Regions from separate parts of the Mus musculus genome. Here all the other regions are linked to region 1. The links are chromatin contacts, called in public HiChIP or PLAC-seq and promoter capture Hi-C maps. All regions are on one chromosome and are shown on one strand. Each heading gives the region's core, a stretch centred on a gene start, on an enhancer-like site or on the middle of the called end of the contact. The rest is flanking DNA. Distances are from core to core; before and after follow the strand shown.

What was found. Promoter capture Hi-C pulls out the DNA fragments that hold promoters and counts their contacts. HiChIP or PLAC-seq counts read pairs in DNA pulled down with a chosen protein or histone mark.
Region 2: a contact with region 1 is called in an H3K27ac HiChIP or PLAC-seq map of embryonic stem cells, with 7 read pairs. The contact joins the enhancer-like site here to the promoter of Gtf2i in region 1. A contact is called at or near these places in 2 of 484 Hi-C or Micro-C datasets (cerebral cortex and embryonic stem cells), 5 of 115 datasets of contacts at active chromatin or transcription factors (embryonic stem cells, extraembryonic endoderm stem cells and pancreatic cancer cells) and 3 of 9 other capture datasets (adipose tissue, liver and pancreatic islet).
Region 3: a contact with region 1 is called in a promoter capture Hi-C map of hematopoietic stem and progenitor cells. The contact joins the enhancer-like site here to the promoter of Gtf2i in region 1. A contact is called at or near these places in 12 of 39 promoter capture datasets (the C10 cell line, the HPC-7 cell line, cranial neural crest and 7 more), 3 of 115 datasets of contacts at active chromatin or transcription factors (embryonic midbrain, embryonic stem cells and regulatory T cell precursor) and 2 of 9 other capture datasets (adipose tissue and liver).

Annotation. Positions count from the first base shown.
Region 1 is chr5:134,311,917-134,316,778 of GRCm38.p6, reverse strand. Gtf2i (general transcription factor II I) reads left to right here and starts at 2,019. Exons shown (of 34, transcript NM_010365.4): 1 at 2,019-2,396.
Region 2 is chr5:134,537,923-134,542,784 of GRCm38.p6, reverse strand. All of the region lies in intron 1 of Clip2 (CAP-GLY domain containing linker protein 2), which reads left to right. Among named protein-coding and RNA genes, the nearest start is that of Clip2, 12 kb to the left of the region's middle. Within about 2 kb of position 2,659, at least 227 of the 459 cell types and tissues checked have an H3K27ac peak or open chromatin away from gene starts, as enhancers often do. A contact at or near this core is called in adipose tissue, cerebral cortex, embryonic stem cells and 2 more, where this site is marked.
Region 3 is chr5:134,483,889-134,488,750 of GRCm38.p6, reverse strand. No RefSeq gene overlaps it. Among named protein-coding and RNA genes, the nearest start is that of Gtf2ird1, 30 kb to the right of the region's middle. Within about 2 kb of position 2,835, at least 16 of the 459 cell types and tissues checked have an H3K27ac peak or open chromatin away from gene starts, as enhancers often do.

The DNA of each region.
Region 1 (4,862 bases), core at 770-3,269:
CTGTTACTGAATACAAGGTCGCATGGATCCCTGTTTGACTTCAGAGTCTCTGTATAGCAGGGGACAAAGTTGAACTTGTCTTTCTGCCTCCATCTCCCATGGGCTGGGATTACAGATATGTGGTACCCTTTATGTTTCCTGTAGTACATAAACCACGTATGTATGTATGTACGTTACCCTTTATGTTTCATGTAGTGTATGTATGTATGTATGTAGTGCTGAAGGTAGGGGCCTGTGCATGTTGGCAAGCACACTACCAGCTAAGCTACATCCTGGCCCCAGAATATTGTTTTAGTATCACTGTGTTATTTTTAATCTTTTGTATGTAATTAAAACAAAAACCTTTGTAATGTTTTCTTTCTTTGTTGTTTTGAGAAACATGGTCTTATCTCCTAGCCCTGGCTGACATGAATTCCCTACTTGGACAGTCTCTTCTCCAGCTCATATCCTCCCAAGTGTTGGAATGTCAGGTGTGCATCCCAGGACCTTGCAGAACTTTCATCCTAAGCATATGTAGGGAAAAAAGTTTGGAGTGATTTAATTTCAGGCATGCATCTTAGAACGTAGCCCCTGCTGCAAAGGAGTAGGACTCCTGTTTCGGTCTTATGGAATCTGGTTAAATATTCCAAAGAGCAGTGAAATCCGGGGGCAAAGAGCAAGTTGTTCTTTTGACAACTTAATGAATAGCCCTGGACAGAGTCGACAGAGTTGAGTCACAATCGGATTAGGAAAGGAAACGAAGGGTGTAAATATTGTTAGGGAAAATCGTAATAAAAACCAAAAAACGTAGGCGGCTTCTCTAATCAGACTGCTTCCCAGGAATCCTTAAAGACTCCGTGGAGTGCAAAGAAATCCAACATGGAGATTGTAGATGAGGCTTTGTGGGTGCGGTTTCATACAAGAAAGTCGACCAGAGAACGCCAATCCTTGAACCCGAATTCAAAGGCAGGGTTTTGGAACTACATCAAAAGAGTGGCTTGCACGGAAAGTTTTCCAGCAAGCGACAAAGAGGCTGGGAGGCTGGAAAAAGCCTTGTGGCCGCCACCTACCGAGAAGCAACGGGTGGGGGAGGGCGCCCGAATATTCGGCGGACATAAGCGGTGGGAAGGAAAAAAAAGAAAAAAGAAAAAGGAAAAAACAAACGAACAAACACCACAAATTCACCCAATTCTGTCCTTTGCATTAACAGCTAAGTTCTTCAGACTCGGGCTTTTTTAACTTTTGCATTTAACTTAGATGAACAGTTAGTTGATACTCTTCGAAAGTCATTGATCTTATGAAGTAGTTGAGAAAAATAAATATAATGGCCGGAGGAGGGTCTTAAGTTTACTTTCTTTGTAGCTGTGGGGACGATCAGGATTTCTTCAATTCTCCTTCTAAATGTGGAGCTGTGTAAAGACTCGAAGAGAGAAGAAATGGAAATCACGAGTTCCTCACCCCCTCCCATCCGTTGCCTGTCCCAAGTTTGGGCAAGTCCACTCTGGTTGCTTCTAAAGCCAGCTTTGAAAACATTGAGTTCTTTGTGTCCCGGAGCTGGGGGGACCTCCCTCTGCAAATCAGGCGACAGGCCAGCCCCGGGGCTCCCCTGGCCTTTGCAATGTCCCTAACTTTGCAATTTGCAAAGGGATGTTGGTAGCAAAGAGTTATTTAAGTGGAAGTTGTGGCCTGCTGGAGAAGGAAGGGGGGGGACACTAAGTTCTAGGTCTCACCCCACTCCCCTCCCCCATCCGGGCGGCCGCGCAGGCCCCAGGTGCAGCCATGTTCTCGCTCCCACCACCCGCGCGCTTCCATTGACAGTCCAAGCCGGAGAGGGCCGGGCGCCGCGGCGCTTCGCCTCGGCCTAGAGGGGGGCGGTGGGGAGAGAATCAGGGTTCATGCCGCAAGGCTGTCTGGGAGTTATAGTTCGGGGTACCCACCCGTTGCGTAGGTGAGCGCGGGTTCAGAACTACAACTCCCGGTGGGCGGTGCTGCTTGTGCGCACGCGCAGCGGCACCTTCGAGGAACAAAAAAAAAAAAAAAAAAAAAAAAAGGCAAAAAAAAAAAAAGGGGGAAAAAAAAGGAGGAGGAGGAGGGTGAGAGATAAGCTGGGAGAGCAGAGAAAAGGGGGCACCGGCGGCCCCCCCGCTTCCCTGCACGCGCTTGCCGCCCGCCTGCCGCGGTTATCCCTGGGCTTCGTCCCTGTTCCCCCCCCCCCCCCCCGGCGTCTGGCGACCCAGCGTGGAGCGAGGCCCCGCCGGGGGCGGCCATGCGGCGGTGACAGGAGCACGGCCGAGACGCACGGGCCCCCCTCGCCCTCTCACCTCCACCCCGTTCGCCAGCTCGCCGAGGCCCCTCCGGCCTACACTCGCTTGCTGTCCGCATCCCCCCCTCCCCGACCCTCCCCGGCTGCTCTTCGGGTGAGTCCCTGTCGCCTCAGATCGTCCCCTTTCCCTCGAGTGTCCCCTCCGTCGTCCCCCTCTGCCTCGGGGTGCCATGGCGAACAGGGGCGTCTTTATTCGACACTCTGCCCCCGTCGGGAGTGTGTGCACCGACTCGGGCGTGAGAGTTGGGGTCGCTTGGCGCGCTGCGAGTGGCAAGGGGACAACTTCGGGGTGAGGAAGCGGACGCGCTGTGACCCCCCCCAAAGTCCACTCTACTTGGGGGCCTTGGCAGCGGACGCGACGCGGCTTTTTTGGGGGGATGGGGCGGCTGGTGGTGGGGGGAGACGACAGTTGCACGCGCACACCCGTGGTGCGTGGGGGAGGACTCGCGGCGTTCCGCGCCTGCGTACATTGTATCCAGACGCGTGGACGGTGGTCGGGGGACTGGGTTGGGGGTGTTTGAGAGGGATGGTCTCGCGCGAGCAGCCCCCCGCGCGTGAACGAGCGGACGAGTTAGCGTACCCCGGCGGGGCCGCGCAGCCCTGCTCCTTCGCTCCTGATTGGCTGGGAGGGCTCGCTCGGGGACGCGCGCGCGGGCGCGCGGGGTGCCACGGCCCCTCCTGAGCCCCGTGGGGTCGCGCTCGGGTTCGCTGTGTGAGCGTTTGTGTGTGTGTGTATATGTTTGTATGTGTGTGTGTGTGTGTCGGGTTCGCTATGAGAGCGTGTGTGTGTGTGTGTGTCCGTGTGTCCAGGGCTTGCGGAGCTTAGGGCAGCAGGCTGCGTGCGATTGGCCGGCGGGCACCGTGGGGGCGGGGCGTCGGTGCCTGGTAACTGCGGTGGGGGCCCCCGGCAGGGGGGCGGGAGCCACCAGGCTTGGAAGCCAGTGCCCGCCCTGGCTGTCCGGTGCTCCGCCCTGCTCCCAGGTGGAGCCCAGCCGTGGGCTTTGTCCGGAGCTGGTCGCTTGCAGGTCCCTCGGGGCCAGGACTTTTTTTGGGGGTGGGGGCGTTAGGGAGGAGGAGATGGAAATAAACACAATGACCGGAAGGAAGACTTTAGCCTTGAGGCTATGAAAATAATCAGTCTGGCTTGGGCAAGCACTCAGCCTTCGGGGTTAAGAGAAGGAACGGGGGAAAAAGTTTACTCCTGCACTTCTATTTTTTTTTCTCAATTTTGCCCTTTTTTTTTTTTTTTTTTTTTTTTGAGGTGCGGGAAATCTCAGTATGGCTGCTCTGGAACTCTTAGGTAGAGCAGGCTGATCTGGAATACAGAGATCCGCCTGCTTCTGCCTCGCCAGCGTTGGGGTTAAAGACCAAGTGCAACCAAGTCTCGCCCAAGTTTTGCTTAATTTAAAAAAAAAAAAAAGTAAAACTTTAAGTAGGATGTTTTGTATCTCAGGCTGGCCTGGAACTCGCTTTGTAGTGGAGGCTTCCCTGGAGCTTCTGATCTCTCCTGTATTCATCTGCTAAGTGCTGGGATCGCAGGTCTGGCTCCGAAATTCTTGGGCCTCTTACATTCCTTTCCTGCCGCCCACCTCGCAGCTCCCTTTAGCACACCCCCTCCTTGCCTTATGGCTTTGTGCTCCTTGGCTGCTGAGAGTGCAGATCTGAGATGGTGCTGGTGGAGTGCCCGCCGATTTGGGGAACAGGGGATGAGGTGCAAGGCCGGCTATCTTTTCCGGCTGCTGTGCTGGCCCAGCCTGCCTGGTTTCCTGGGCAAAGTTAGTTTGTAAATAAGGGGGTGCAGTGTAAATAAGGTGCAGGTACAGTACCCATAAACATCTGGCTTGGGATTTGGGGTGGTTGGTATTTCCTATAGCAGGCTTTTCTTTCTTTTTCTTTTTCTTTTCTTTTCTTTTTTTTTTTTTTTTTTTGAGAGTTGCCTCGGGCTTCTTTGTTGCTTGCTCCCTGGGAATCTTGCCTCACACCCTGGAGGCACAAAAAACTTTCTGTCCGCAGTCATTTCCGTAAGGCCTTTCTTTTATGTTGGGGGGGGGGGTCACCAGTTGTTTTTGGTTACCCACCCCCTTCTGAATTGCTTGTTAGCCTTGGGTCATCCTTAGGCAAGGGGTTGCTAAAATCCATGCCTACCATTATGGGAGTAACCCAGGACCTAGTGCTTGTTAGGTAAGTAGTGTACCGAACAAAGCTCCCAGTTCCCTGAGGATTCTAGGTTGGCACTTTCACCCTTCAGTCAGCTTTCACCCTTCACCTCCCCGCCCCATTACTATTTGAAATAGTTTCACTAAGTTGCACAGGTTGGCTTTGAACCCCGTCTGTAGCCCAGGTCCTCTTTGAATTTGGTAATTCCCCTGTCTCTCAATTGCTTGTACAGCTGGGATGGATGGTGAACCTCTGGGGAGGGAGGGAGGTTCTGCCTTTGTTCCTTTCTATTTAGGTGGTAAACTCTGGTTTGGTCCTGTTCAGGTCTGCAGGCCCTCTGCCAGGTGTCTGCAATATAGTGCGGTGGCCGCTGGGTTTGGTTGTGTGTGTGTGTGTTTTTTTT
Region 2 (4,862 bases), core at 1,410-3,909, 230 kb before region 1:
AATGCATTTGTTGTGCAAACTGGCAACTTGAGTTCGCCTTATGCTGGGCTATGTGAAATAGTGTCTCAAAAAACAAACAAACAAACAAACAAGCAAAAAGGTAGACTGGAGAGATGGCTCAGTGTTTAAGAGCACTGGCTGCTCTTCCAGAGGACCTGAATTCAATTCCCAGCAACCACATAGTGGCTCACAACTGTCCGTAACTCTAGTTCCAGGGGATCTGACACCCTCGCATAGACATGCAGGCAGGCAAAACACCAATGCACATAAAATAAAAATAAATAATTAAGCAAACAAACAAACAAAAACCCCAGAGGGGTGGTAGTACACACACCTTTTATCCCAGCACTGGGGAGGCAGATTTTTTGTCGGTTGGAGGCTAGCCTATCTCCATGAGTTTCAGGAGAGCCAGGGCTAACTAAAGAGACTGTCTCACAAATCAAAAAGCAAGCAAACAACCAACCAAATAAACCCCACAGCTGGCGGTTGATTGGGAGAGGGGGGCTGTTTGCTGCTGGTCTGCCACCCACCCCCAGCTTGCTTTTCCCAGCTTCATCCATCCCCCCACCCCGAAGTCATGTCTGCATAGGGACTAGCTGCTGCTGCTCCTTGGCTTGGAGGCTCTCCCAGAGCCTCCCGCTGGTCTCTGCTGCCGTCCCTCTCCGCATGGTGGTCAGGCCTCTAGGCACTGTCAAGGGGTCCGAAGACCCCAACCAGTTTCCTTATCTGTTCTGTCACACTCTTCACATGTTTCACCGTGGGCTTGGCAGGAGTTACACAGCTGTGTAAGGCTTGGGCCTGGCTGTTCCCAGCATCCTGCTGACCCTGGTGACCAGGGGAGAGTGATGGGAGAAGGGTGGGGACAGGGACCCAGGCAGATGGACTCCATCTCTCCCATTCTCCCGAGCCTGAGGCACAGCTGGTTTAAAACTTGGACTTTGTTTTTTGCCTGGAAGTTGGCAAGACTCACAGGGAGGGACCGTCCCAGACGCAGCCTTTGCTTGTCTTCAGCTGGGAGGTCATGGAATCGGGTGACCTCTCGGTGACCCACGGCAAGCTGCCTGTGTTCCCTGATCCTCAGCCAAATGCAGTTAGAATGGTGTCCTGGGCCCTTAATCTCAGCACTGGGGAGAAAGAGGCAGGAGGATGGAAAGCCTGAGACCAACTTGGGCTATATAACAAATATGGAAAAGAAGGGACTCAAGCTGGCTCAGCAGGGAAAGGGGCTTGCTGCCAAGCCTGAAGACCTGAGTTCGAGCCCTGAAGACTTCTTCTGGAAGGAGAGAAATGACCAGATGACCCCACCCCCCAAGTTGCTGCCAAGTTGGAACCCTTCGTGCATAGGGCATGCATATATCCCTCCCCCCTATATATACACATATGTATGTGTATGCATACATATATATACATATATACATACATATACATACATATACATATATATTTTTTAAAGAGGCTGGGCATGTCTAGTGTCAGTCTAGTGTCTAGTGTCACCCTTATCGAGGGACCATCTCCTGGTAGAAGTGCCCAGTGAATGAGCCAGGGCCAGCGGCTTGGCTGGAGTTCTGGGCCATGGTGCCTACATCCTGCTGCCCTCTTCCCTGCCCCGGGGCCATATTACCTCATAGGACTTGGGCTTTCTCTTGCTCTACTTGGCACTGTTCCCCTCTCTAGGCCACTACCGCATTCACTGGGCCAGAATCCTGGGCCCTGTCTCCTACTGTCCTGTGGTGAGCGGGTCACCCCCAGGCAGCTGAAATGGAAACCCTGCAACAGAGCTCGGGTTTCTTCCCAGTAAGTGGCGATTGAGGACAGCACACAGGGGCCTGTTGCTTCTGTTAGACCCAAGTTCCCAGACAATGCTTGTGTGAACAGTGTCACCAGAGAGTTGTAACATGGGCCTCCTGACCTCTGTCAAGTATCTGGGATACTCCTGGTTTTACAAGCTTCCCAATTCAGGCACCAGGACCCCAGCCCCCTGCCTCCTGAGCACTGAGATTAAAATTGTTTTTATAGCCCAGGCTGACCTCAGACTCACTATGTAGCTGAGGATAACCCTGAACTTCTGATCCTCCCACCCCACCTCCCTACTTTTGGGATCACAGGTGTGCCCACCCTGGTTTAGGAGGGCAGGGGATCGAACCCAGGGCTTCATGCATACTAGGCAAGCCCTCTCCTGACCCAGCTATACTCCAAGCTTGGTTTATTATTTTATTACATTTTAGCATGTGTATGTATGTATCAGTTTTGCCCTTCTACCACCTGAGCCCTGAGGATCCAACTTAGGCCGTCAGGTTTGGTGGCAATTGTCTAAACTTGCTAGGCCATTTTGTCCACCTGGAACTTGAAGTCTTTCTTCCTCTGCCTCTCGTGCTGGAATCACTGTGTGCTGACCATGCCTGTGCTACCTGTATCCCAGATAGGTGAGAACCCCAAGGACTGTCACATGGCTTCATATCCTAAGGCCTCTTGGAGTGAAACTGGCTTCAGACTGCAGGCTCTCACTTCATGGCCTCAGCCATCAGCTGCACTGTGGCCAGAGGCCAGTGTATGGACATGTCACAGCTTTCCCAAGTCCTCCCCCACCCCACCCCCAACCAATTCTCTGTCCCAGAGCCCGGCTGAGTCACAGAGGGCCAGCTCAGCCCTCTGCCTCCTCCCCTCTTCCTGCTACCATTCTCCCCTCCCCCTCCCCTTTCCGGTCCCCTCCAGTCCCTGGCTGGGGTAGCAGGGACTGGCTGAATGCTGGCTTGGTTCTTTCCTGCCTGCTCCATGTGTTCCTTTGTTAGTTGAAGCAAGCAGGCGCTGTTCCCCAGAGGTCAGGGTCTTGGAAATGTTGTTTTAGGGCAGGGCCACCAGGCTAGGAGGTAAGGAAGAGGCAACCAACCCTGGGACCAGTTCAGTCATGGCTGCAACACTGAGACTGGGATGGAATCTGGGAAATTAATTTTATCTTCTCAGCTCCTGGTTCTATAAGTATGTGTTCTTTCTAAAAACTATTACTCGCTGTCTTTGAGAGGGAGCATATGCGTGCTGCATGCACATGTGGAGGGCTGTTTGCTGGGGTTGGTCTCTCTTACCATTTGGGGCCTGGGGATTGAACTCAGGTCCTCAGGCTTGGCAGCAAGCTCCTTTACTTTCTAAACCATATCACCAGCCCTCAGTACCTTCCTTTTCTTCTCTCTCTTCCCTCCCTTTGTCATTTCCCTTCCTTTCTTACTACTCCCCTCTCTCCATCCTTCACTTTCTCTTTCCTTTCTTCTGTTCACGTTATGTGTGTGTGTAAGTGTGTGCACATGCCTGCATCTGTGTGCACACACGCATGTGCATGTATGTGTGTGTAGTCCCAGTGCACACGTATGCACCTATGTGTGCATGTTTTTTCACTGCCCTGAGGATCGCCAAGTAGGCTACGTTGGCTGGCCAGGGAGCTCCAGGGAATCCCCCTGTCTCCGCCTTTCCGGCACTGGGCTTAAATGCATGTATCATTGCCCTGGTCACTATTGTATTGCTGTGAAGAAACACCCTGACTCCTAAAAAAGAAAACATTTAACTGGGGGCTGGCCTACAGTTTCAGAGGTTTAGTCCATTATCATCATGGAGGGAGGCATGGCAGGGGAAGGGAGGGGAGGGAGAGAGAGTCTGGTACAGGCTTTTGAAATCTCAAAGCCCATTCTCCAGTATAACTTTAATTTTTTTAAACCTTATTTTTAATGATGGTCCTTAAACGGTGTAACCTCTCTTTTAGCCCACTAGAGGTAGTGGAAAAGAATGGATACCGGGGAAGTGGACCTGTTTAGAAAGGTTCTTTGGAGCGACTTCCGTCTGTGTTGTGTGAAAGTCACCAGTTCCGTTCATAGGTCAGCAGCGGCAGCTTGATCCACTCACAAATACTTTACGGCTATATCAGCAGTCCAGTTCCGTAGTCAGGTTAGCAAACGTGGGTTAGCAGTGGTGGCACGCCCTAGCAGAGACAGGCCTCAGCCTCAGCACAGGTCAGCAGGAATTAGAATTAGGGAGGAATGCCAGGGAAAGTTCTCTGCTGTGCGTCTCCCAGCAAATCGAAGATCAGGGAAGATGTGAGACCCACAAGCATTGCACAGCGGCGAACTTGATAAGCAAGCTGATATGCCTCGATTACTGTCTACCGGGTACTCACATCTAAACATCACGTGTCTTCTACGGGTCTTGTCTCAGCGTGTGTCTTTGCCTTAGCATGTGTGTCTGTCTCAGCTGACACCACTCTGTCAATCAGCCCAAGTTCGAGGGAGCAGCAAGAAACTGCAGCATACCACCAGAAGTTTTTTGGTGCGTTTCTCTCTTTGGCATCCCAGTAAATGGAGCTCAACTATGCAATGTAAGGCAGACCAATACATGTGTGTCTTTAGCGAAGAATCTCTCATCACATGTCTTTTCATGTGTTTGCTTTAGCAGAACATTTTTTTTCTGTGTCTGCTTCAGCCAAACATTCCTTCCCGAGTCTGCCTTAACTTTCCACCTGTGTCCACTTCAGGAAAACACCCCTTCACGTGATTGTCCCAGTAAAACACCATCCAACATAACTGACTTTCCAAAGAGCCCTTAAGTTTCTACTTCACCCCAGTGACACACTTCCTTTAACAGGTCCACACCTCCTAATCCTTCTAATCCTTCTCAAATAGGGCCACTCCCAGGTAACTAAGCATTTGAATATATGAGTTATGGGGCCATTCTTTTTTTGTTTTTTTGTTTGTTTGTTTTTAATATTTATTTATTATATGTAAGCACACTGTAGCTATCTTCAGACACTCCAGAAGAGAGCATCAGATTTTGTTACGGATGGTTGTGAGCCACCATGTGGTTGCTGGGATTTGAACTCAGGA
Region 3 (4,862 bases), core at 1,586-4,085, 170 kb before region 1:
TGCAGGCAGGCAGGCATGGTGCTGGAGTAGTAGCTGAGAGTTTGCATCTGATCTACAGACACAAGGCAGAAAGCAAGAGCTAACTGGGAAGGGCTTAGGCTTTTGAAACTTCAAAGCCCAATGACACCTCCTCCAACAGGCTATATACCTCCTAATTGTTCCCAAACAGTTCCACCAACTGGGGACCAAAGATTCAAACATGACCCTACAGGGGCCATTTACATTAGAACCCACCACATTCTGCTCCCTGGCCCCTGTAAGCTTGTAGCCATATCATAATTCAAAATGAATTCATTCCAACACTGTTCACAGGGCTCTCTTGAGACTTCAAGGCAATCTCTTAATTGTAACCTGCTGTAAAACGTAATTATATATGTCCTATAAGCGACGGTGCAGAGAAATTGCTAAACTAGACCTCTCCGTGGGTGGAAAGATTTATTGCGGAGCAAACTGCCAAAGCTGTCTCTGGGAGGGGTCGGGAGGCAGAGTGAGAAGCGAGAGTGGGAGAGTGAGCAGAATGAGACGCAGCAGGGTGGGGGTCTGAGCCGACACAGGCTGCTGGGAGTCACCAGGAACTAGGTGCCCTTTCCGAGGTAGTTGACCTTGGTGGAAGGCTATGGGAGGTTCCTGAAGGACTAAGGGTAGTTCCTGGTACCCAGAAACCTGCCCTTATGTTTGCCTTCTAGATAACAATCCCAATGCATTAGAGTGATCATTAATAACCACAAGAAAGAGTCGCCATTAGGCTGTCTTAAAATGTCCTCTGACAACAAAATCCCGAACTCTTCAATTTAAGCTAAGCATGGTGGCACACATCTTGAATCCATTATTCAGGAGATAAAGGCAGGAAGATCTCTTGAGTCCGAGGCCAGCCTGGTTTACAGAGTGAGTTCCAGGCCAACCAGGGCTACACAGAGAAACTCTGTCTTCCAAAACCAAAAACGAAACTCTTCAGTTTGGTCTCAGGCAGATTCTTAGGAAAAAGCAGCCACAGTCTTGGCTAAAATGATGCCTTAGGGGGCTGGCGAGATGGCTCAGCGGGTAAGAGCACTGACTGCTCTTCCGAAGATCCTGAGTTCAAATCCCAGCAACCACCCATCATGAGATCTGACACCCTCTTCTGGTGCGTCTGAAGACAGCTACAGTGTACTTATGTATAATAATAAATAAATCTCTGGGTCAGAGCGAGCAGGGACTGAGCGAGCATGACTGACCAGAGTGAGCAGAGGTCCTGAAATTCAATTCCCAACAACCACATGAAGGCTTACAACCATCTGTATAGCTATGGTGTACTCATATACATAAAATAAATACATAAATAAATCTAAGGGGCTGGAGAGATGGCTCAGTGGTTAAGAGCACTGACTGGCCTTCTAAAGGTCCCAAGTTCAAATCCCAGCAACCACATGGTGGCTCACAACCATCCATAATGAGATCTGGCTCCCTCTTCTGGGGTGTCTGAAGACAGCTGCAGTGTACTTACATATAATAAATAAATAAATCTTTAAAAAAATTTTAAAATCTAAAAAAACCCCTTACTCCGGTTGCTAATATTGTTCCCCTGTGAAACCTCTGAAGTTGGGCATAGGCTACAGCTCTCAGATAACTGTTCTGCTTCTAGGATGCTTTATTAAATCTGGCTTACAGCACTCAGTGTTTTTCTTAGTCCAGGGACCACGCTGTGCTGAGACCCCAGAGGCAGCCTGGAGTGTTCTGTATATTGGTCCTTCATTCGCACACTGAGTGTCAGATGACAAGAAGGTGTGGGGGCCACTGCTTCGTCACTTTAAGGGCTCCAGGTGAGGGGGTTACACTCTTTCTTTGGTGTGTCTAATATTTTCAATCACCCATATGCCCCTAGAGTCTCAATTTGTCCTGAAGGGTGGCACCCTTATTAAATTTTATTTGTTTATTTATTTTTGCTTATTGAGGCAGGGTCTCATTGTGTGTCCCTTGATTGTCCTGGATGTCACTCTTTTTTTTTCTGTTTTGTTTTGTTTTGTTTTTTGGTTTCTCGAGACATGGTTTCTCTGTGTAGCCCTGTCTGTCCTGGAACTCATTCTGTAGACCAGGCTACCCTCGAACTCGGAAATTCGCCTGCCTCTGCCCCCTGAGTGCTGGGATTAAAGGCATGTGCCACTGCACCCAGCTTTCTACGCCCAGGAATAAGTCACATACTAGTCTGTGCTACGTGAATGATGGTGTCTGCAGATCCGTTTGGGCGGGAGCCGTCATCCTCCACCCCAAAATAGAGACTCCTGGGGGCAAGACACAACCTGAAAAAAAGGCAGTTTTAGTCAATATAGAGTAACTTACAGCAGGCCACAGCCTGGTCTTAGCACCAGCTTACACAGTAAATTTAAAGACGGCCTGGGGGGCGTGAAGGAGGGGGAGGAAGAGAGGGAGGATAGGTAGAGTGGGAGGAGACAGGGAAGAGGTCGGGGAGAGAGAGGAAGGGAGAAAAAAAAGAGGAGATTGGAGAAGAGAAGAAAGAAAAAACAGGGCAGAAAGAGAAAGGTGAGTTGGGGCAGTGAAGAGGACACAGTGGGAGATGACATACATATAAGGTATGCATGTATATTTATAGTCCCTCCTGTAATGCACAGAACTCACCACAAGGTGTCGCCCTCAGCTGCTGCACCTTCCGGTCATCTCTATGGCACTTAAAAGGCATAGAACCTGACTGGCAAGCCTGCACAGGAAAGGCACAAAGTATCTCCCTCCCGGCCCTATAGTTCCCTGGTGGGGTGGTCCCAAGAAGCCACCAGGCTTGGTTCAGACTCCTATGTGGCTATCCATCTGTCCACCTATCCATCTTAGCAACAGAAGCCAGCTAGAAAGGGGACATTCAATTCATTTCCAGGAACCCTTTAGGTAGGATTTCATGTCCCTGGACTCGGATCCCCCTTCCTATACCCAGATCCTTGTCTGCCGTTGAGTGACTCAACATGCCTTTGCTGGGGTCCTTGCTGAATTGAGAACGCATAGTTCTGGCTCTTGTCTGGAACCTTTCTCTCAAGTGACAACAGAGGGAAGAACTAGCTGTCCCCTATGCTGCCCTCAGAGTCACCCTCAAAGCCCCTTCCGTGGCTCAGCAGCTGCCTTTCCCCCTGCCCTACTGGACCACTTCACACTGGATTTCCCAGACTGTTTCGCAAATCGGGCGCATCTCCCTTTTGCCCTCACTCAGTCCACATGCCTGCTCTATGCTGCATCCACCACCTTCTGTTCTTCACCCCCCTAACCCCCGTCAAAGCTCCAGTTGCCAACTAGACACACCTGGGAAGAGGGGACCTCAGTTGAGGAATTGCCTCCTAGACTGGCAGGTCTAGGGGGCGTGTTCTTAGTTGATGATTGATGGGCAAGGGTCCAGCCCACTGTGGGAGGTACCATTCCTAGGCAGGTAGCCGAGCAAGGCAAGGACCAGTAAGCAGCATCCCTCCATGGCCCCTGCTTTGATTCCTGCCCTGAATCAAATATGGATGGATGGGTGGACAGGTGGATAGACTGTAACTTGTAAGTCAAATAAACCCTTTCCTCCCCAATTTGATTTTGGTCAGTGTTTTGTTGCAACAGAAAGCAAATTAGGACACCCCTTTAACCTATGCTAACCTTTAGGACACCCCTTTAATCTATGCTAACCTTTCTGAACCACTGTCCACTCTGGCCTGGTCCTGAGTTTCTAGCTCAAACCTTATCCTCCAGAGAAGCCTTTTCATGTAAGCACATGCCTCACTCACTCACTATGTTGTACACATACAACTACATAGGCACATATGGACGTCCACTGATATATGAGCACATACACTCATAATTATCCACACACACATACACATACCAGAATATTCACATGTATACACATACAGTCATCCACACAATACTACACACATATGTGTATAAGCATCCATGTGTGCACATGTGTATCTATACATACACTTACTTTATATACACATGCATTGCAGTTGCTATTTTTGATTGTCAACTTGACTACATCTGGAATTAACTAAAACCCCACAATGTAGGGCACACTTGTAAGGGATTTTTGCTTAATTGGAAATTGAAAAAGACACACCTTTAATTTGGATCGTGAAGCAGGCAGACACACCTTTAATCCAGATCATCACTTGAGTTGGGGGAAAAATATCCTTTAATCTGGGCCACACCTTCTGCTCAAAGCCTATCTAAGGACCCAGAAGGAGGAGGAAAAGGAAGCTTTTGCTTTCTCTGTTTGCTCTTGCCTTGTTAGCTCTCCCATTCCTTCACTGGCATTAGAGATTGCTTCTTCAGGATTGCAGTGTACAGCAAAGACCAGCTGAGACTTCCAGCTTCATGGACTGAGAAACTACTGGATTCTTGAACTTTCCTTTCATATCTAGCAGTGTTAACGTAGCTGGAGCAGAGAACACTGACTAATACATGCATACACATATATTAACATATATTGTTTATGTACACATAAAAAAAACAAAACAAAACAAAAAAAGCCGGGCAGTGGTGGCGTACTCCTTTAATCCCAGCACTCCAGAGGCAGAGGCAGAGGCAGAGGCAGGCAGATTTCTGACTTTGAGGCCAACCTGGTCTACAGAGTGAGTTCCAGGACAGCTAGGGCTACACAGAGAACCCTGTCTCAAAAACAAAACAAAACAAAACAAAAAAAACATGTACACATATCTACACTTGCACACCCATTGCATATACATGTAAACATAAATATACACATTAATAGCACATATCCACACAGCTCACACAGAAAAATATGCCTATACAATATACATACATACATGGATACTCATAGACACACCTGTACTATACACACACACACACACACATATATGTGTGTGTGCATATATACTCAAGCACAC